2 separate regions of the Mus musculus genome follow, and region 2 is linked to region 1. Evidence: chromatin contacts called from public promoter capture Hi-C data. All regions are on one chromosome and are shown on one strand. The core of a region is the stretch at or near the end of the contact, and the rest is flanking DNA. Distances in the headings are between cores, read along the strand shown. Region 1 holds the start of Stk4 (serine/threonine kinase 4). Region 2 holds the start of Zfp334 (zinc finger protein 334).

Evidence for each region. Promoter capture Hi-C pulls out the DNA fragments that hold promoters and counts their contacts.
Region 2: a contact with region 1 is called in a promoter capture Hi-C map of cranial neural crest. The contact joins the promoter of Zfp334 here to the promoter of Stk4 in region 1. A contact is called at or near these places in 1 of 39 promoter capture datasets (cranial neural crest) and 1 of 115 datasets of contacts at active chromatin or transcription factors (microglia).

Annotation. Positions count from the first base shown.
Region 1 is chr2:164,071,768-164,078,350 of GRCm38.p6, forward strand. It overlaps Stk4 (serine/threonine kinase 4), which reads left to right and starts at 2,371. Exons shown (of 11, transcript NM_021420.4): 1 at 2,371-2,480. The coding sequence starts at 2,446.
Region 2 is chr2:165,385,701-165,392,283 of GRCm38.p6, forward strand. It overlaps Zfp334 (zinc finger protein 334), which reads right to left and starts at 2,559. Exons shown (of 5, transcript NM_178411.3): 1 at 2,261-2,559; 2 at 1,226-1,288. The coding sequence starts at 1,240.

The DNA.
Region 1 (6,583 bases), core at 1,121-3,620:
ATGCACTTAAAAAAAAAATTGAAGCAACATAATCCAAAGTTGAGGTCTGCAGTTCCACCACTTTGGAGGCCAAGGACAGTATAGCTGAGCTCCTGTTTTAAAACAAAACCAAGAAAACACAATGATGTTATAGGTGATAGGTTATTTCTCCGTTGCCGATGAAATGAGCCAATTTAAACCAGATTATAGTAAAGGCAGGTTTATTGGGAAGCTGCTTTCGGGCAAGTTCACCGGTCCCAAAGGAGGAGGCCAGGGAAGTCGCCATGGGGACGGGGGTGGGGGGGGGCGGGGGGTGGGAGGGGGAAAGAAAGAAAGAAAGAAAGAAAGAAAGAAAGAAAGAAAGAAAGAAGGAGGGCACTTATGCATAGAGAGAAAAGAAGGGCAGACCAAAGTGTCTGGATTATATAGGGAGGAGCCTCTGGGGGAAGGGCAGCCCAGCCTCTGGGCTTAAAGTTCAGGGGTGGGGGCATGGCATGGCAGGTAGGCACTGAGGGATGCTGGGAGAACCTGGAGATTGGGGAAGGCAAACAATAGGAAATACCCCTGTGGAGGCTGTTAAACCTGAGCAGGCCACAGAGAGCCTCTGAGGCAGAGAATCAGCTGAAACCTGAGATGTCGGGATCAGGATTCCAGAAAGCTGGAAAGCGCCTGGCATCTTGTGGACCATAAAACTTATTTAGTGGGTGAATACAGATGGATACAGATGAATACAGTGAATACACATGGATAACACTGGAGCTGGGCTTGGTGGTGGACGCTTTAATCCCGGCACTTAGGAGGTAGAGGCAGGTTGGTTTCTGAATTTGAGGCCAGCCTGGTCTACATAGCATGTTCCAGGCCAGTCAGGGAATATACAGATGCTGCTTCAAACAAATCCCTACAAACAACCCTAAACTAAAAATATACCCACTACGCCCCTAAAAACAGAACGGTGAGGGCTCAGCGACGGAACTTCAGAAATCTGTGAGTTTTATTTTTTTAAAAAGATTTATTGATTTTATGTATGTGAGTACACTGCAGCTGTCTTCAGTCACACGCCAGAAGAGGACATCAGATCCCATTACAGGTTGTGAGCCACCATGTGGTTGCTGGGAATGGAACTCAGAACCTCTTCAAGAGCAGTCAGTGCTCTTAACCACTGAGCCACCCCTCCAGCCCTTGAGCTTTATTTTTGTCAATAACCCTATCGGCTTGAGCTGAGTCTAGACTGTCATTTTGGACTAAATTAGTGGATCTTTCCGTTTTTGGGGGTGTGCCAGGTCCAAAGCGAACCCCCAATTCCTCCCCCAAAAGGGAAGGCTTGTGTTGAATATTGAAAGTGTAAACAAAAGGATTGCTGGTGGACAGACCCGAGTAGTCCTCTGTAACCTGTTGGTTTCTGTCTACCAAAAGGAGTCACTCCTTTATCGTCCTTGCCTTTGGTAAAGGAGACTTAAGCCAAGCTAACCTGCAGGGTCCTTGGTCCCTAGTAACATATATCTGTTATGAGTAGCAAAGCAGCCTGGCCCTCCTTACCTCCTCCACTATGCTCCCAGGCTGTTCCAGATTACAACTTGCACACTCCCCTCCGCAGCAGTTACGCTACAGCAAGGTCCCGACCGGCTCTTCTCCCTCTTCGCTAATTTTTTCTGCCCGGAAGATATAGCCCTGGCCTTGGCCAGTCTGTTTTTTTCTCTCTGCTCAGGAGTCTTCCAGATGCTGTTTGGTCTCATCTACAATAAAACCTCTCCAGTCTTGGAGCAGAGATTTTGATGGTTTCTTGACTGCGCCCTAGTTTACAGAGGGCTTGGGGCTTTTCCCCTTGGCCCTAATATGAACTCACTTCTTTTTCTTTCTCTCTCTCTCTCTCTCTCTCTCTCTATATATATATATATATATAATATATATATATAAATATATATAAATATATATATACACACACACACATATATAAAATATATATATAAATATATATAAATATATATAAATATATATAAATATATATAAATATATATATATACACATATATAAATATATATATACACACATATATAAATATATATATACACACATATATAAATATATATATACATATATATAAATATATATATATATTTATATATATATATTTTAAGAACTCACTTATCAAGCCCGTGCTTTGCTAACAGCCTCCCCATCTGAGAAACTGGAGAACCCTCAAGGAGTCAGGCTTGAAAGTATTCAGTCCAAAGGCAAGTCAAGGAGAGGGTGTCGCTGACACTCGGGCCACTAGAGGCCGCCCGAGAGGCACCTCTTCGGCTTTCTGACTTCTGTATCCGCCCGCCACTGTGCCACGTGACTCCCGCCGCTCCGCCCAGCCTCCTCTCGCTTCCGGTAGGGGCGGAAAGCGGAAGTGTGGGAGGGTTCGCGGGGCGGGCTCCGGGAGGATGGAGCATTGAGGCAGTCTGGGCGGCTGCCGGCAGCGCCATGGAGACCGTGCAGCTGAGGAACCCACCGCGCAGGTGAGGGGCCGTAGGCTGAGAGGCAAGAGAGTTGGGTGAGGAGAGAAGGCGCGAGCTTGCTGAGGGTAGACCCCGGCGTGCGAGCTCGGGCCGGGAGGAGAGGGACCCGCGAGGCTGGTGACCGGGCTGCAGTAGCACCTGCCGAGAGAGGAGGGAGCGTCCGCTGGCCCGGGCAGAAGTGGTTTTGCTTAGAGAGAGCACTCTCTGGGCAACGTGCGGACAAGTTAGGGGAGACCCCAGCAGAGGCCGGGGAAGGCGCCCCAAGAAGGGACCCGAGGATGTAGGGGCGAATGCTGAGGCCGGGTGAGCGAGGACTTAACCCTGTTGCTTCGCTTTCGAGGCAGAAGTCGTTAGAAACATTGATTGGAGGTCCCATGGCTAAGTAAGGGGTGGAGCGGGGATTTTGGGTCCTGGTGGTTCTGTCCCAAGTCATTGCTCCTAACTGCCTTACTGTGTCAGTACCAACGTTTCACGGTTCTAGTAATGGAGAAAGGGTTATGGGGGGCTAGAGTTTCCAAGGGGCTTCAGGGTGTCCGCCCCATGTAGGATGATGTATTAGTAGTGATGGCGGTAATGGCTTTTATTACTGAGTTCATGAGTGACTGCCTACTTTTTTTCAAATCGTCCTCAGCCTTCCAACACCCAAAGTTGGGACGTTGATAAAGAACAAACAAACAAACAAACAAACACCAACCCGGGAGTGGGTAATCTGAGGTCCAATAAATAGAGTTTAGACACAGTAGGCTCAGCCAGACTTTGTCCTGTTCAAATTCTGTTTCGATACTCTCTTGGCTCTAGATTCTAGAAGTATCTAGAGTTGTTTTGGGTCAAGATGAACTGACTGCTGTTGTGCTGGACCACTCCCCGTCTCACCTGGAGAAAAAAAGCCTAGAGCCTGAGGGAGTCGTGCTTCTCTCAGACACAGCTAAAAACTTGGGTTTCACAGAGAAGACATTTGACTTCCTGCAGCAGAATGAGCACTAAAATAGGAAGTGTTCAGAGTAAGGGAGTGCCGGGCACCGGAGAGGTGGTGTGTGTGTGTGTGTGTGTGTGTGTGTGTGTGTGTGTGTGTGTGAAAGCCTGGGCAGCACTCTTAGGGGAGGCAGGGTCTGTTGGAAGTACACAAACATGGAATCAAACAAACAGCTTGTTGAGATGGGCTCAGGTTTGACTTAGTGTGGTGTGCTGAGGCACTCAAAGGAGTACTTATTAATTACAGCCAGAGAATGCTGCAGGGCGGCAGGCACTGTTTCATTGCTTTCCAGCTTGCCTGTTCAGCCATAGGAAATTGCTGGTGTTTTGAACTTGTAAACATGGTACACCTTACTGGCGCAGCTAGCCTTCGCAACTATCATATAAGGAGGATATCCCTGTATCCTTAGTGTAAAGAGGATAAAGCCAGGGCACAGAGAGGCAGGCCACTTGTTAGCTGCTCCATAGTTAGAGGCACAGTTGGGGTGTTAACATCTGGTGATCTAGTCTTAAAATCCTTGCGCTTAGCTTTTTTACTCTGATGTCTCTCTGGAAGTTACCTGTTACATTGGGTCTTTCTTTGTATATACGCATCTTAGCAGATTGTTCCTGTATGTACGGAATCAGTAACCACTAGGCCAGTTATTCTTCCATTCCTTTCCCCCAAAACCTTCATTTAACTAATAGTTTTGTTCTCTCTCTCTCTCTCTCTCTCTCTCTCTCTCTCTCTCTCTCTCTCTCTCCTCCAGAGACAGGGTTTCTCTGTATAGCCCTGGCTGTCCTGGAACTCACTCTATAGACCAGGCTGGCTTCGAACTCAGAAATCCACCTGTCTCTGCCTCCCAAGTGCTGGGATCAAAGGCGTGCGCCACCACTGCCAGACCACCATTTGGATTGTAAGAACTGTAGTAAAGCGCGAGAGAAGAGTGTGGCAGGGCCGAGTCCTTGGAGGATTGGTGCTGCCTTATTCGTTGTAACTAGTGGACTGCTGCATTTTACTATCAGAATTAAGTGGTTCAGATTGCTATAACAAGCACCACACCTGGATGGTTTAAGCAACAGAAATTAATTTTTTATGTAGTTGCCATTCTGGAGGCTGGAAGTTTGGAATCAGATGTCTTTGGCTTACAAATGACCACCTTTCCTCCCACCTCTTCGTGTGGTCTTCATTCTCCTCTGGCTGTGCCCTTATCTCTTCCGCTTTCAAAGTTTCTGATCTCCAGATGCAATCTCATATTCTGAGGTTCTCTGAGTTAGAATCTTAATAGTCACATGAAGAAGGCACAGTTAATTTAGTTACCCTTTTTGTTTATTTCAAGACAGGGTCTTGCACAGTGTCTCAGGCTGTCCTCAAACGCTCTACAACTCTACAGCATCTGGCTGCCTGTCTCAGCCCCCTGAGTTCTCATATTACAGGCAGCAGGTGCTGGTCTTGACAACTTTGCTATTAAAATGTTTCAGTTATCTTTGTTTGTTTGGTGTTTTGGTTTTTCTGGTTTTTCAAGACAGGGTTTCTCTGTGTAGCCCTGGCTGTCCTGGAGCTCACTTTGTAGACCAGGCTGGCCTTGAACTCAGAAATCCACCTGTCTCTGCCTCCCGAGTGCTGGGATTAAAGGCATGCGCCACCACGCCCAGCTTCAGTTATCTTTTATAGTCATTGTAATCTGTAAAATTCTGTTAGAGAGATAAATATGCATAAATGCATTGAGCCTTTGAGAGTTCTGACATGGGATAGTTGATTGAGAATTAATCATCTGAGAGATCATTTCCTAACACCTTGTGTTTGGAAAAATACAGATGTCTTCTTGAGAGGTTCAGGTGGTGTGCGTCCCAGCAGTCTAGGTGCAGGAAATGCTTTCTGCAGTCATGAGCTTGACATCTGTGTGTGACTCAGTGGCTAATGATGGATCGGTGTCTTGCAAGAGTTAGTGATTTTAAACTGTAAGTTGCTGTTGGCTAATGGTGTGGTGGAAGGCTTAGGATGCATTCCTGGGATGCTGGCCATTCCTGGGATGTCGCTGACATAGAAGAAGAACGTCACCAATATTTGGTGTGTGTAATTGCATTGGTCAGGCATATTCATTATGAGCAAGTGAAAACTGGCATAGGACGTCACCACTGTGCGAACCTCGTCACCACAGCTCACTAAAGGCAAGACTATTTGGGTTCTACAGTCCTCGTCCTTAAGGGCTCAGTCACTTAGCAAATGTCCCATAGAAATTTATTTTTTGATAACCTACTAGTTAGCATCTCAGAAGAGATTTTATTTTCATGAGCCAGGTGGTGTATGCTTTTAATCCCAGCATTCTTCTGGAAGGCAGAAGCAGATGAAACTCTGAGCTTGAAGCCAACCTGCCTATAGAGCCGAGTTCCAGGACAGCCAGTGCTACAGAGAGAAACCCTGTCTCAAAAAAGAAAGAATGAAATTCTATTTGGATAACAGGGAGGATAACACAGGGATTGCTATTCAAGGTTATGTGATTGCCGCCCTTACATTGGTTTATCTGTTTAGCAAATATTTTTCTGACCATCTCCTGTTTATTTGGCATGGCTTCTTTAAGTTTGAAGTGTTTTAAAAACTCTAGGTGCAAAACAAAACTCTCATGAAGGCTGTTTAAAGTTTGTCTGAGCGTTATCGAGTCTTGCAACTGTCTCTTAGGGCCCTGGCAGTTTCCTTTGTTATTCTGTGGTCTCTGAAATAGCGACTTTTGCTTTTGTTAAAACTATGAGAGTCAACACTTGAAAGGGAATCAGATCTTCCTTTATATAAGCTGTTTATAAGAGTTTATTCTCCACGAATGAGGCATTGTGCATTGTTTATACAGCTATGATTGGGGCTTTTACCAAAAACTCCCAGCATATGAGCTGTTGGTTTTAAGAGTTCGAGTTGGTAGAAATATCACTCCTGAAGCTTAAGAGGAGTTTCACTTCAGCCCTTTGTTTTGAAGCTGGGAGTTTTTATGAAGTCACTCGGATTTTGAATCTCCAAATGTCAGGGTGTTGGTGATCTTCAAGTCCAGGCTTTACGCTCTGTAGTTCTCCATTTCTTTGTAGAATTGTGCAGGCTCGCCCCTACAGGGTCAGGGAGTGTTAGTTATATTTCATGTGGTCAGCCTTTTATTTTATTTTTA
Region 2 (6,583 bases), core at 1,309-3,808, 1.3 Mb after region 1:
CACCGGAGAACTCCAAGAGCCTTCTGCAGACCGCTTGCAGAGAAGTACAGCAAGAGAATTCACCCTGAGAGTCTGACAGGAAGGAAGATTTCAGCGGTGAGAGGGTTCCAGTTAAAACTCTAGATGACACAGAGGAAAGCAGAGAGAAGACTGGAATAAGCACACAATGTCGGTGGCAGAGGCAGGTGCAGTGGGTCTAAGAGAGGAAACAATTAGCGAGTTAGAGAGTGGTGTGAAAGCTAGACATGGTTAGAGGTACGGTCTGGGGAGAGACAGTCACACTGTAAGGGCAAGGGGTTTGGTGAAGCACGGAGTAGAAATACTAAGTCTGAAAATAAGCGAATGATCACTGATTTTGGTCACAACACGGGTCGTGGACATGGAGTGAGTTGACATTAGAGAAGCAAGTGAAATAGTTTTATCACAGGATCTAAAGTCAAAGTGTGCCCCGAGCTGCCTGTTTTAAAAGCAGAGCTGAAATACTCAGTAGGCAGAAGGAGAATTATCAGCGTGAGCCTGTCTCCTCTTTACAGTCACACACACACACACTTTCTAAAAAGGCACCAGAGATAAAAAGGAGCAGCAACAGGCACCATTTGAGGCACACGTAACCCACTGAGTGCAGGTTTTATCATTACACTATGGAGAACGATCAGAGGGCTGTCTACACCTCTGAAAATAGATTAGACATCTGTAACTATGAGGCCTTGCCAAGCTGTAAGTCAAGGGAATCTACAGCTGCTGTTGGCAAAGGTGATTTCGCATCATCTGCTCATAGATTCTCTAAGAACATGTTTATAAATAAATGATGAAAAACCATGGTAACAGCCTACTTCCTACTACTTGGGTCTTTGTCATACAACCTAAACAAGCCTACCGGGGTGAATAATTTCTGTTTATTATTTATCCGTTTGTTTATTGTTTTTTTCAAGACAGGGTTCTTTGTGTAGCCCTGGCTGTCCTGGAACTCTCTATGCAGACCAGGCTGGCTTCTCACTCAGAGATCCATCTGCCTCTGCCTCCCAAGCGCTGGGATTAAAGGCGTGCTCCAGCACATCTGGCAATGCCTTCTGTTTATTGGGGTTCACTTCTCTGGTACTGATCTGCTTCCCTTACTTTCCCTGGCGCTGCCTTTTTATACACGTCTACCACATCCAGATGTACTCGCTGCGGGTCTATGAACAGCCACTGCCAACGGTGGGACGTGAATCCCTCGGTGACTTACCTGGGTACTGTCCATTTCCAGGCGTTCTCAAGAAAGGGCCAGGAACCACCGGTGATCCAAGGGCTGGGTGAGGAAGAACAGGGAATGTGATCAGCAGACTGGCTAGCAGCTCGACAGTGACTCACAGACATGCCCTGGAAGGAAAGGACCCTTCGACCTGCGTCATACAGAAAGCGTCTGCGGAGGGAAGGCCCAGGGCAGTTTTGAATGGACTAATCAGAGCTTTTCTTACTGTGTGAAAGGAAACAAAGGTGTGAATTGAACTACTGTCTTATTCAGGTCTCCTTAAAAAACAAACAACACTTCAGAGTTCATATTAGATCATATCAATAAGCTCTAGTATATATGAAGCCTGAAAGAGCAGGCCAGCAACTCTGAGATTCTATCAATCAATCTATCTATCTATCTATCTACCCTCTAGTTTTTTGGGTATCAATTATCTATCTATCTATCTATCTACCTACCTACCATCTAGTTTTTTGGGTATCAATTACCTGTTTTCCTACTAATGCATTCAGCAGATGAAATCAGAAAACCAGACAGAGGGAGTGAGGGGTTTAAGATGCGTATCACTCTGCTCCCCTCCCCCAAGCTTAACTGCAGTTTCATGAGAGGGAGGCCTCTGCTTCAGTGTAGCAGAAGACAAAGCCCTGGCCTTCGAATCAACACACCAGATTTCAATTCTTGGTTCTGGCACTAGCAAACTACCTAAATGGTCAAAATAGCTGCCTTCCTCACTTGAGAAGAAGTTCGACTCTCATAAAAACCCTTTCCTGTAGATACTCTTGGGTCATTCTTCTATATAAAGGAAACCAGTAAACTCCAGGATGGTGATGGACGGGGTTTGAGCAACTCTGGCGAAACAGAATGGGGACTCTAATGAACGACACGCATTTGTTCGAAGTGATGCAGAGGCCTTTTTCTCAGCCATGGCTGGCATCCCTTCCCTCCCAAACGAAAGACCCGCCAATGAAATCAGACCTGCTCATTCCCTCAATCGCAGCTCAACCCTTAAGCAGCCCCCCGAAGCTTTACCGGGCCAAGGGCATCCGCAGGACTGCTGGGATCCGCTTTTTGCACGCACACACCTCTCTCCTTCCCAGGCTGCCCGCCCGGAGGCCTGCAGCCCCGGGGGCGCCCGCTAGCCTCGCCCGGCCCCTGGACACGCGCAAGCCTCCGCGGGCCCCAGGAAGGCGCTGGTTCTTCTGATCCTGCCCCGGAGTCGCCACCCGGAATTCCTCTGGCTCAGGGGAAACCTCGCTTCTTTTGTAGCTCCCAGAAGGCCCCAGGCAATTGTGGCGCACAGAGGCCCCTCGAGCCTCGCCTGGAAGAGCCCCACGAAACGGAAACGCATCCATAGAGCCTAGGAGACCGCGCATGCGCAGAGTCTCGGAGCGGCCATTCCCACGGTTCTCCAAAGGGTGCTGTAGTCTTTCCAGGACTACATTTCCCACAGGGAGTTGCGGCCCCCACCCAGCCGATAGCCTCTGAGGCGCTAGGGCTTTAATCACAGTAATTTACGAGTAAAAACCATGAGTACAAGAAGAAGTGTGAGAATAAAAAATTAGAGCTCTGTAAAGAAATTCCAACAGTGTATTAAGAAAAAAATAATAACCAAACAGTTGTAAGCAGAATAAAAATGTATCGACGACCTTCCCAAAATTACAGAAGAGACCCCCTAACAAAGAATCAAACCATCTCTAAATATCTTAAAAGAAAATAATCGCCATCCTGTTTATTACTGACTTTACTGACAGGTGCATACTCTCCTGCCAATTTTACAGAAGGAGAAGTCACAATAAGTAATGGCAAAATATTTTAACAGTATAATATTTTCAATTTTTATTTTATTTTATTTTATATGTATTGATATATTGCCTGCCTGCATGTATGTCTGTCCACTACTTGCGTGCTGTGCTTGGTACCCCGTGTCTAAGAAGGCCAGAAGATGGTATCATGTAGGTGCTGGGAATTGAACTCTGCTCCTCTGCTATAAATCACTGCGCCATCTTAACAATATATTTTAACATGACCAATTATATTTAATCCAAGTAATATAGAAACTGCTCTTCATCCATGAGGACAAATTGAATACGTGTATATATTTTGTTTTATTTATTTTTTTAAAATATTTATTTATTTATTTATACACTGTACACTATAGCTGTCTTCAGACACTCCTGAAAACGGCATCAGATTTCGTTACGGATGGTTGTGAGCCACCATGTGGTTGCTGGGATTTGAACTCAGGACCTTTGGAAGAGCGGTCGGCACTCTTAACCACTGAGCCATCTCACCAGCCCCCGTGTATATATTTTAAAAGAGGAAAGCTATGGAATATCTTAGTCACTGGAAGGCCAGACAGTTTCTGACACAGTTATCTGTTATGTTTAAATACCAAAAGGAACTTCGAGATGCAGAGGCTGAGAGATAGCTCTCAGTGAGCCAGACTTCCAGGGATTCAATGCTTGTATACTGTCTCCCACATCAAACGTGGCCATGATGTAATTTAAATAAAGGGGTCATAAGAAGGGACACTGCAGGCTTCAAAAAGCAAACCTGATATCCTGGCAGTCCGGTTTGTTTGCGGTGTTCCTAGAGTTTGTGTATGACTTTAGTTAACTAGTTACCAGAGATCAAGTGGAAACCAAAAGAAGCAGAGAGGCAATGTGGAGAAAAGGCAAATATTTCCCAGAAACCCAGCCATGCCTCCCCTTCCAGGGATCCTTGTCAAGACTTCAGATGCAGGGAGTGAGCCACCCTGAACATTGCATGCAGTTACATTCTTGGGTGGCCTCAGTTGCATATAGACTCACATAAAGCAGAGCCACAAAGTGCATACCTGTAAGCACACACAGAGCCACAAAGTCCGTACCAGTAGCCTCATAGCACGGAGGAAATAACCAGTTGCATCATTTTAAGCCACCAGATTTTGGGGGTAGTTTGTTATGGAGCAATAAATACATGGTGGGTCTGCAAGATGTTTCAGTAAATAAAGGCATTGCCAACAAACCAGATGACCTGCTGTGGGTCTCAGGGGTCCACATGGTCGAGAGAGAGGACCCAGATCTGCAAGCTCCATGTGTGTGCCGGGCCATTCTCAGGGGTATGTACCCGAACCCATGCCAAGTCAAAAGAAAACTGAAATGACTTTGGGGAAAGATAGATTTTAAAAGCAAATGTATGGGGGAAGGGAATGCAGTTGGCTTCTAGATATAATAAGTGAAAGAGTGGGCTCAATTATTAATAGTGCTTCTAGAAATAACTTCAATTTAGTATTTTTTTAAGTCAAGTAAGGAACAAGAAAATTAATATAGAAGATTTGAAAATGAATTAGAAATTAGCCATATGGGATGGTTTGAATAGGCATGGCCCACATAGACTCATGTCTATGAATGTTCGGCCCATAGGAAGTGGCACGACAAGGAGGTGTGGCCTTGTTGGAGTAGGTGTGACCTTGTCGAAGGAAGTATGTCATTGTGGAGGCGGGCTTTGAGGTCTTCTATGCTCAAGCTACACTCAGTGTGAACACAACCTCCCTCTGCTGCCTGTGGATCAAGGTGTAGAACTCGCAGCTCCTTCTCCAGCACCACGTCTGCCTGCCTGCCTGCTGCCGTGCTTCCTGCCATGGTGATAATGAACTGAATCCCTGTAAATTGTAAGCCAGTCCCAATTAAATGTTTGCCTTTGTAAGAGTTGCCTTGGTCCTGGTGTCTCTTCACAGCAATAAAACCCTAAGACACCATATAAATGTATGTGGATATATATATGTATACACACACACACACACACAAACACACATATATATATTTATATACACATATGGATATGTTATATATGTGTACACACACACATATAAAATGGCCAATAACACTAAGGATCCTAGAAAAGAAGTAATTAATATTTTAAAATCACATACACTTTGGCAGACAAGCTTGGTCATGGAATTGGAAAAACGTTCCTCGTCTGGCCGAGTCGGCTGTCTCTCTTGCAGAGTTTGTAGCACACTTGCTGCACGTGAGTTGAAGCTCGTGCCCTTTATCCTAACAGCTCAGGAGACTATGAAAGAAATAGTTGAACTTCTGTGCGAAGATACACATCAGCAACAGTCTCAAAATGTTTTGCTTTGATTTTGAGATGGCGTTTCTGTATTTAGCCGAGGCTCACTTTGAATTTAGGATTGCCTGTCTCTGCCTCCCAAGTGCTGGGAACCGATCTCAGTGATGGACAAGGTGCCACAGCTGCACCTCCAAGCCCCAGGGGATGGTTCTGGGACACACCGAACACTTCAAAGACTTCCTGGCAGACTCAAATCCCCCTTGTCTGTAAGTGTTTTATGAAAAACACACTTGTGTCCTCTCCCTTCTCCCCCTCTTTTTAGTCCCCATTCCCGTATGGATCCTGGTGAGTTTTTAAACCAGTGAGGTTTCTCAAAAAACAAAAACAAAAACAAAAACCCAGCTTAGGCTTGCGCCAGAAAGATGGCTCAGAAAGCAAAAGCACTTGTGGCTCAAGCCTGAGAACCTGAGTTCTATTCTCAGGACTCACAATGGAAGAAGAGAATTGCTTCCACAAAGGCATCCTCTGATGGCCACAGGGCTGCTGTGGCCAACATCTGGGCACTTCACCTACACATATACATTGTATACACTCACAATGGGAAGAATAACAAAGTGAAATGTTTAGATTGGTGAAATAAAAGAGGAAAGAGAGGAGGAGAAGAGAGGAAAAGGAGGCCAGTAGGATGTTGGGACAGGAAGACAGCAGGCAGGCAGGCAGGCAGATGCTCGGATCTGCATTTCCCCACAGTAACCACTAGATGACAGAAGACTCCCCAGCCAACTTCCCTCGGAGGCTCGCCATCAACTTCATTAGCTCGGCTGCACAGTCAAGAAGGCCTGCTGATTGAAAGCACTGAAGCCGGCTCCAGTTCTCTCTGATACTTCAGACAGTATATCCAGATGTTGTTAATGTGGATCAAGCAATTTGAAGGGACTCGTGGTTTTTTCGTAGCCTCATAAAACCGGCTCCTTTTTTTCTGATAACACTTTTCCACTGGGGGACTACCCTAACCTTTACTCAAGAATGCTGTATAGGGTTTCACAAGCTATGCACTGCACTGCACAGCACCAGAGGACCTGCTGATTTCCACTGTATGAGAAGAACCCACCAGACAGAGCTTTACCCAACCTGTAATTCTGTCAAGGCCACCCACAGAATGATGGGGGCACCTTATTACCCTAGCCAAGGTGCAGGCAGGCACATGACTCAAACCATGCCATGAACCTGAACTTGAACCCCAAGTAGAATGGAGGTTATTTCAGTCTGGCATGGGTGCTGTAAAGACTGCCCGTGATC